Linked DNA regions of Macaca mulatta: region 2 is linked to region 1. Evidence: chromatin contacts called from public Hi-C data. All regions are on one chromosome and are shown on one strand. The core of a region is the stretch at or near the end of the contact, and the rest is flanking DNA. Distances in the headings are between cores, read along the strand shown.

Region 1 (4,372 bases), core at 917-3,416:
ATCTTAACAGCCACAGACTATGAAGATGTCTGCCCTGGATATGAGATTCTGTGACTCTTACTCCATCTTTCTTATAAATGCTAAAGCAGACCCATTCTTTTAAACGAACAATGGAAAACCATTTTTATAAAGGAAGAAACTGTCTTTCCAACAAAACCCTTTCCATGTTTTTACATGAAAGAAGATCTCTAGTAGACATTTCTCTGGCCAAAAAGACCTTTCGCCTAGACTTAGAGAATTTCTCTTTGGCTCTATTCTTGGAGCAAAACTCAACTTCAGAAGGTTCTTCCATCTGTGCCTTACCAATTCATTTGCAGACAGAGTGGCCTGATCTAACAGCATGTAATGGAAAGTAGGAATGATTTAAGATCAGAGACCTGCATTCAACCCCCAATCTGTACCTTATTAGTAGGGGGACCACATATCCCCTTTTATGCCTGTTATCCCAGCATAATCATCAATAGCACCCCTCTTCACTCTCAAAAGCATCCTGATTCGGATGATAAATTATATGACCACCTTGCTTATTATGTGAGTCACCCCAGACAACATACTTCACTTTCCCACGTGAGTTTCACGTTTGTCCAGTGAAAATAAGGGAAGCTAATATACATGGTTATCCCAAACATGACATTAGACAGTGTGCATGAGATGCGGTCACAGGAGGACCCAGTATTCCCCGTACACCAGCAACCATGCTCAAAAGGACTGTTCTCAGAGAGAAAGCATTCTTCCGTACGTGTGAGGTCCTCGCCTTTTGGTTGTCAAGTTGAAGACAGGACCTATATTTTCCACTTTCTACTGTGATATGGTCTATAAAATGGTAATGGGATCTATCCGTGTCCAGCAGCTGCACAATTAATTCTGTCATCCATCTGACCAGAAGATGGACCACACATGGGTATTTTGACTCTTACACTTTAGACCTTCTGGACTTTATTTATGCTCTCCACAAAGCAGGATTAAGATCTACGAAACAGTTCAAGTGAATGTGGTTTGGAGTGGGGGAGGGGAGTGGCCAGAGATCCTACAGACTGAATCACTACCTCTTAGTGAGTAAATTTGGTGAATTTCTTGCTTTCTCAAGCCAAAAACAAAAAAAAAAAGGCAATGATAGAAGAACAGCTTCTTAATAAAATTATCTTAGGTATCTCACTTTAAAAATTAGGCCTAGGCCAGACTCACGTCTATAATCCCAGGACTTTGGGGGGCTGAGGTGGGAGGATCACTTGATCCCGGGAGTTTGAAACCAGTGACCAGTGCCACTGCCCTCTAGCCTGGGCAACAGAGCAAGATTCTGTCTCAAAATAATAATAATAATAATAGGCCTAATTGTGCCAACAATCTTGAACACAAATCTGTAATATCAATCAGTGACTCAGAAAGCAACAAAACTTTGCTATTTCCATTTGCAAAAAGAAAAAGAAAAAGAAAGATGAGATGCTATCCCTTCATTGATAAACTTGTTAAATACAGATACATTCTCTTTAAACAGTAAGAATACAATGTAATGGAACTGCCTCAATGATAAAACTGATCAATAACAAAATCCATAGAAAAATGAAGCAGAAAAAAAAAATAGACTATTCTAGTCCAAGCTTCAGCGTTAATATTTTTTTTTTTTTTTTTTTTTTTTTTTTTTTTTTTTTGAGACGGAGTCTCGCTCTGTCGCCCAGCCAAAGAACGAAAAAGTATTACTCCCACTGTCTTTTAATATGGTTGTCGGAGGGATTTGTGTTGAATACAAGAAATCCCTCCCCGCTCTGACTTCTAAAGAAACAGAAAGGAAATGTTCAGCATTTTCATGCTCTAAATATAGCTACGAGAGGAAAGAGATGCCCATGGCAGCACAGCAATGACTTCAAGTCTGGAGACCGGCGAGGCGCAGTACAGTAAGCTCTTCTGTGGACAGTCATTTCCTATCAAGAGAAGTTTCCAGAAACAAAAAAATGCTGACTCCACTCTCAGAAATCCAGTTATAGCAGCGGCACAGCACCCTCTGGGCTGGACTCACTGAGTGGAAAGCGGGAAGCCCAGAGGAAGTGCATTCCTATGGCACTGACTGCCTCCAAGCCAAGCCCCAATTTCTAGGGGATGTCCCTCTCTCCAAAGCCATACCCCAACAGGAAGACACCCCTGGCAACCATGTACACAACATACTTCTTGGGCAGCAGGGTATTTCTTAGAGTGCTGTTGGTGATGATAGAACCTTAAAGCATACCAACAGGAAAACAGGTGGTTAATGTGTATTTAGGGCATTTTCCTGCAGAATGTCTGTGGGTTTTCTCCACTTGAAAAACTGAAACTGAAGCTCAAGTCAGACTTCTGTTTAGGATTCAGATAATTAGGACATTTGGCTTTAAATGAATCATGTACCTTGTAGTGACAGATACGGCTTTGCTGGAGGAACGTTCTGATAAACTTGCCTCCTTGCATATGATAAAAGAGTGAGCCAATAACAGAGCTCAATTATTTGACCAGGTCTAAGAAAAAAAGTTGGAGATAAGCCTACACCCACGCTACACACATAATTGACAGCCTTGGAGGAAGCCCAAGTCAGGAGGAGGTCAACTCTTAATGAAGAGGAGGGAAGGGGAACAGTGGGTGTGCAGGGTCTAGAACACACCACAATTCTATTGTATCCCTTGGCGAACTAGGGGCAGCCTATGGACTTCTTCTCAGAAAGATTTTTTTAATGCATAAAATAAAATACACAGGACTGCAGAGGAAATCAATTATATTGAAATATAGTTACCAAAATATTTTTTATATTCATTTATTATTTTATTTATTCATGTATTTTGAGACAGAGTCTCACCCTGTTGCCCAGGCTGGAGTGCTGTGGCGTGAACTCAGCTCACTGCAACCTTTGCCTCCGGGGTTCAAGCGATTCTCCTGCCTCAGCCACCCTGGTAGCTGGTATTACAGACACTCCGCCACCATGCTCGGCTAATTTTTTATTTTTAGTAGAGAGAGGATTTTGCCATGTTGGTCATGCTGGTCTCAAACTCCTGACCTCAAGTGATCCACCCGCCTTGGCCTCCCAAAGTGCTGGGATTACAGGCATGAGCCACTGCGTCCGGCCCCCCAATTTTTTTTTTTTTTTGAGATGGAGTCTCGCTCTGTCACCCAAGCTGGAGTGCAGTGGCACAATCTCGGCTCACTGCAAGCTCCGCTTCCCAAGTTCACACCATTCTCCTGCCTCAGCCTCCCGAGTAGCTGGGACTACAGGCGCCCACCACCATGCCCGGCTAATTTTTTTGTATTTTTAGTAGAGATGGGGTTTTGCCATATTGGCCGGGCTGGTCTCAAACTCCTGACCTTGTGATCCACCCGCCTCAGGCCCCCAAAGTGCTGGGATTACAGGTGTGAGCCACCGCGCCCGGCCCCACATTTTTTTTTTTTTTAATTGTGATATGGCAATACCTGCAGCTTATATCTTAACACATTAACACTATCTAGCAACAAGTGCAACTGCCACCATAATTTCAAAGTGGTGATGAATATTGATATTTCAACATACGTGTTAATCATCTCTAATGTGACATGAAAATATTAGATTTCTATTGGTGACAAAGTCACAAACAGCACTAATACTACTGTGCCTTATGTGCAACCTTCCAAATTGAAAGAATTGCTAAATTTTGGCTAGAAGTTAGTGAAAATGAAAGTGTAATATTTTCCCCTGCAAGCTCACAGGTCTCCCCGAAACCTTGTGTAGTTATGAAACTCATGTGACAACCTAATTTTGCCTTCTACTCCTGCAGTTTTTCCAGAATAATGCAGAGACCTACATGGGAGCCATGGCCCAGCAAGAGCCAAAAACTAACTGTATATATGGGAGGGTGGAGGTTGTACAAGGACAGTCCACCACCCATGGGTGTGGCTCGGGGAGGAGCACTATGGGGCCAATATCTCTATTTCTGCTATACCCCATGCATGGGCCAAGGTTTCTTTTTTTTTTGAGATGGAGTCTCACTCTGTTGCCAGGCTGGAGTGCAGTGGTGTGATCTCAGCTCACTGCAACCTCTGCCTCCCGGGTTTAAGCAATTCTCCTGCCTCTGCCTCCCAAGTAGCTGGGACTACAGGCGTCCGCCACCACGCCCAGCTAATTTTTGTATTTTTAGTAGAGACGAGGTTTCACCATGTTGGCCAGGATGGTCTCGATCTCTTGACCTTGTGATCCGCCTGCCTCGGCCTCCCAAAGTGCTGGGATTACAGGCATAAGCCACCGTGCCAGGCCAGTTTGCTTTTTTTAAAAAATGCTTCGCATTAAAAGTATTAATTCAGCTGAATCATTGGGCTAGAGAAAAAATATTACTTTACAATTCATTTCCCCTAGTGCAGTGTTCTAAACCCTATCAGCCCCAAA
Region 2 (4,372 bases), core at 979-3,478, 120 kb before region 1:
TATCAAAAACGGCCATGCTTGGGAGCTACGCTGCCCACCACCCCATTTTTCCTGGAACATGCTTCTAAAGCAGTGGTTCTTAGCCCTGCTGTGCATCAGACTCACTTTGTGCAGAGTTACCAGGTTGCAACTTCAATGCACTAAATCCAGATCTGCAGAGTCCATCAAGGATTGGGGCACAGCCAAGGTTGAGATCTACTGTGAAGGTGCAGCTGCCATGATACTATGGCACAAAACCAACTATGCAATGAGCAAGGTCTTATATCTGAACTGCCAAAAATAATTTACATCTGTGCCTGCTCCTAAATCAAATCCCTTTTCACCATGGCTGCCCGAGAGGCAGAGCATGAACAACAGAGCCACAGAGCAGCTTCACTTGCTGCTCTGGAGAAACCGGCAAAGACGGGGCGTTAATGAGAAAGGAAGGTGCTAATGAAAAAAGAATTAACCTCAACCTCTTATTTCCATTGACTGTCAGGAATGTCAAGTTTCATCAATTATATATTTTTAAATTAATTTTAGAGTGACCTTTCCACAGAAAGATAATAGAGTTACAGTAATGACCCAAATAGAGTCCATTTATTATGTACAAGGACATTCAAAGCAGTGTTATTTATAAAATAGTGTTATTACAGATAAGAACTGGAAATTACCCAAACACACAACAAAAAGATTAAATTACATTATGTCAGCCATTCATAAGATAGAATAAATCACTAGACTGTAAACTTAGGGAGGGCAGAGACCAAGTCTGCTTGTCATCTCTGTTTATGGCCACTAGCTATTAATATCAGGAGTTCAATAAATATTTGTTAAGTGGATGGATAAAAAAGGAAAAGTGTACAGTCATCAAAAATACCTAATGGCATAAGGAAATGCAGTATCTTAATTTAAAAAAAGGCATATATTCATGTACATATAGACATATATACACACACGTATGTATCACTTTTTTTTAAAAGAAAAAAGAGAAATCAATCTTACTGGGTAAGATCTGCACTTAGAGGTAATATTTATTCTTTATTCATCTCCATACTGCCTCATATGCTCTAATTTTACATAAAAATTCACATTATTTTCAAAGTCACAAAGGCATTAAGTGTTATTTTAAATATATATACATAGTACATGAATTGTACTCTTAAGAATCGAAGATAGCCGGGTGCAGTGGCTCAAGCCTGTAATCCCAGCACTTTGGGAGGCCCAGACGGGCGGATCACGAGGTCAGGAGATCGAGACCATCCTGGCTACCATGGTGAAACCCCGTCTCTACTAAAAAATACAAAAAACTAGCCGAGTGTGGTGGCGGGCACCTTAGTCCCAGCTACTCGGGAGGCTGAGGCAGGAGAATGGCGTGAACCCGGGAGGCGGAGCTCGCAGTGAGCTAAGATCCGGCCACTGCACTCCAGCCTGGGCGACAGAGCGAGACTCCGTCTCAAAAAAAAAAAAAAGAACAAAAAAAGAAATCAAAGATAGTGCCACAGTACCCTAAAGTCACGTAAGGCATTACCCACCAGAAACATCTTAGTGACCCTTACTGCCTTATCTCATTTGAATTTTAAAGCCACATGTTGGATAATTTGCCTGCTCCTGAACTGACAAAGGTGGCTTCCACCCTGCAGTGGTCCCAGGCAGCAGATTCTGGACACAAAAGGGCATACAACAATTATCACACAGTCAAAGAGCAGCCCAGATGCTCGGCAACACTGACTAGCCTTCTCTTCTGAGTTAGAACTACAGATTTAAGATTTCACCAGAACTTCTGCCCAGAAGCAAATGTTTTTCCTAAGGTGATGCAGAGGGTGTCATTACCATCGAGGAAATTTCCATGCATTGGAATCTGGTAAAGGATCCTATCTAGGCCTGTTGATGATATTAAGTGCTTTATGGAATCTGTTAACATCCAGAATAGAGTTCTTAGGCTATTCTCTGAATTTTCCTAACATGTAGCCCGCTGCATGGAATAGAAACAAAGACTTGTAGCCTTTTTTATAGAAAAGGTAAGGAATCAGAAGTGCTGAGAGGTCAAGCCTATTGTCATCCATTGTCCTCACCTGACACCAGGGCCCGCACCTTCTTGGAAAGGGTAGCCTTGTACACTACTCCTTCCTGCTCACTGTACCATGCCAGAAACACCACCACCACCAATGCCCTGGTTAGATACAAAGGTGAACTTGGCCACACCCAGCTTATCTTACAGCCCACAGAGGAAAACTGTATCTTTTGAAGAGGGCAATGACAACCACATCTCCTAGTTTAGGAGGGTGGTGGCAAGCCTCACCTCTTCTGAAACAGAGCATATTTCCTCTCACATCTGGTCAGGCTCTACCCCTGTAAAGGCTAAGAACAGCTGCATAAACAGGTTGCTGAAGCCGTGTGTTCAAACGAATGATCAATGTCAGATCTACATGAACAGTTATGGCTGGGTGGTAACAGATGCAGATACATATTCAAGTCAGAGTTAGTGATAACTAATAGGAAAGAATGCACTTTGATTAAGTACTAGTTGGGCACAGTGGCTCACACCTGTAATCCCAGCACTTTGGGAGGCTGAGGTGGGAGAATCACTTGAGGCCAGGAGTTTGAGACCAGCCTGGGCAAGACAGTGAGATTCCATCTTTAGATAAAATAACTTTTTTGTTTTAAAGTAGCCTAGCGTGGTGGCACGTGCCTACACTCTGGAGGCTGAGGTGGGCATAAGGCTTGAGTCTGGGAGGCGGAGGTTGCTAGAGCCATGATCACACTACTGTACTTCAGCCTTTGTGACACAGCAAGACTATCTCCAAAACAAGACAAAACAAAAATAAAACAAAAACACCAAAAAAAAAAAAAGTACAAGAATAATCTAAGTCAATCTAAGTGCCTAAATAAACTTTGTCATTTGTAATCCTCACAACAAGCCTATGAGATTAAGTGATATTATACTGTCTGTTTTACAAAAGAGGAAGTAAGCTTTAAGATGATCGGTGACTTGTTCAAAGTCACACATCAGTAAGGAACACAACGTGTTCCATCCCTCCAACAGAAACACTAACTACCTTCCAGAATAAACAATAGTTTCCATGTCAGGATCATGCATAATAGCTACTTGGAGCCTCTTAGATGCAGAGCCCATAGGGAATTTCTTCTCATTTCCTGCTTCACTAAAAACATTATTGTGATTTTCAAATGAGTCCCAGCTGTAACTGTACCACACAGAACATCACAGAGTTTCGCCAAGGGCTGCTGCTATTCATTCATGGCTCCTACTATGCGCCAGGCAGAAGGTACTAAGTTCCGGGGCACAGCAGGGAACAAAACAGACCAAAGTCCCTGCTCTTTCAGAACTTACATTGTAAGCGGGAGAGACACACGATCAGCTCATACAACAAATACTTGATGCTAAGTAGCTTGAGTGTTATAAAGAATGAGAGTAACAGTGGGCTTGGGCCCTCCTGTGAAGGAGGGAAGGCTAACTTCTCTGAAACAGAAGGAATGGGCATGGCTGTGTTCTAACAAACTTTATTTACAAACAAAGAAGGAAGATAGGAAGGCGTGGGGGAGAGCAAATGCAGAGGCGCAGAGACAGGTGAATGCTCGGCCACCATGCAACAGTCTTGTCCTAGAAGACAGCCACCATGCCTTAGTAGACTTGAGAGGGTGTGGAGCTTTTTAGGGTGTCCGCAGCAGCATGAGGTCTGCCCAAGCACTTCTGACAGCAAAAGAGCACCAGGACACAGTTGGGAAGAAGCAGAGGGTCATAGAGAGCTATGGCCGCCAGGTAAGACAAGGGACATTCTGAGCCTTATCGTTTGAACATGGCAATGGCAGACTCCAACCCTACACATGTGCGTGCAATCCCTCAATCCAGACTTGAAGTAGTGGTGCTGCATGAAAGAAAGGGTCTTAATGACTGAGGAGTAGAAGAATAAGCCCCTTATTCTGAGTTTACTTCTCCTGTCTAAAACATTCCCAAGGTCTTCCTCAGACCTTTTGACTGGCCTGGGTGTGCTTGTGAACTTGGCCTGACTTTGATGAGGATACTGGGCAGGCTGGACTCTACCACAGGATGGCTGGAGAAGTCCCAAGCCACAGAGAGGCCCATTTTTAGGTTCCAAGCTTTTTAAACCAAAAAGCCCTTTCTTTAATCACATCAGCCACGTCACCATAGAGTAACTAAAGCCTTCTCAGACACACCAAACAGCCCAGCTATTTTTTCCCCTACCAGTTTCACTCCAAGAACAGTGCATTTCCCTCAAGGGCAGGGAATTTCTACTTTGGCAACAGTGGTTTTCCACATTATCCCACAATAGTCCCAGTCCTCAAAAAAAAATAAAGACAGAAAGAAAAAAAGAAACCATTCCTATTCCTTGACCATATTTCCCTATTTGTA

The links. A called contact is a pair of places that touch in the nucleus more often than the background predicts.
Region 2: a contact with region 1 is called in a Hi-C map of CD4 T cells, with 2.1 times the contacts expected there. The contact joins two enhancer-like sites. A contact is called at or near these places in 2 of 14 Hi-C or Micro-C datasets (CD4 T cells and fetal cortical plate).

Annotation. Positions count from the first base shown.
Region 1 is chr12:25,741,780-25,746,151 of T2T-MMU8v2.0, reverse strand. All of the region lies in intron 1 of MGAT5 (alpha-1,6-mannosylglycoprotein 6-beta-N-acetylglucosaminyltransferase), which reads right to left. Among named protein-coding and RNA genes, the nearest start is that of MGAT5, 16 kb to the right of the region's middle. Within about 2 kb of position 2,166, at least 11 of the 40 cell types and tissues checked have an H3K27ac peak or open chromatin away from gene starts, as enhancers often do. A contact at or near this core is called in CD4 T cells, where this site is marked.
Region 2 is chr12:25,865,202-25,869,573 of T2T-MMU8v2.0, reverse strand. All of the region lies in intron 2 of MGAT5 (alpha-1,6-mannosylglycoprotein 6-beta-N-acetylglucosaminyltransferase), which reads right to left. Among named protein-coding and RNA genes, the nearest start is that of MGAT5, 140 kb to the right of the region's middle. Within about 2 kb of position 2,228, at least 4 of the 40 cell types and tissues checked have an H3K27ac peak or open chromatin away from gene starts, as enhancers often do. A contact at or near this core is called in CD4 T cells, where this site is marked.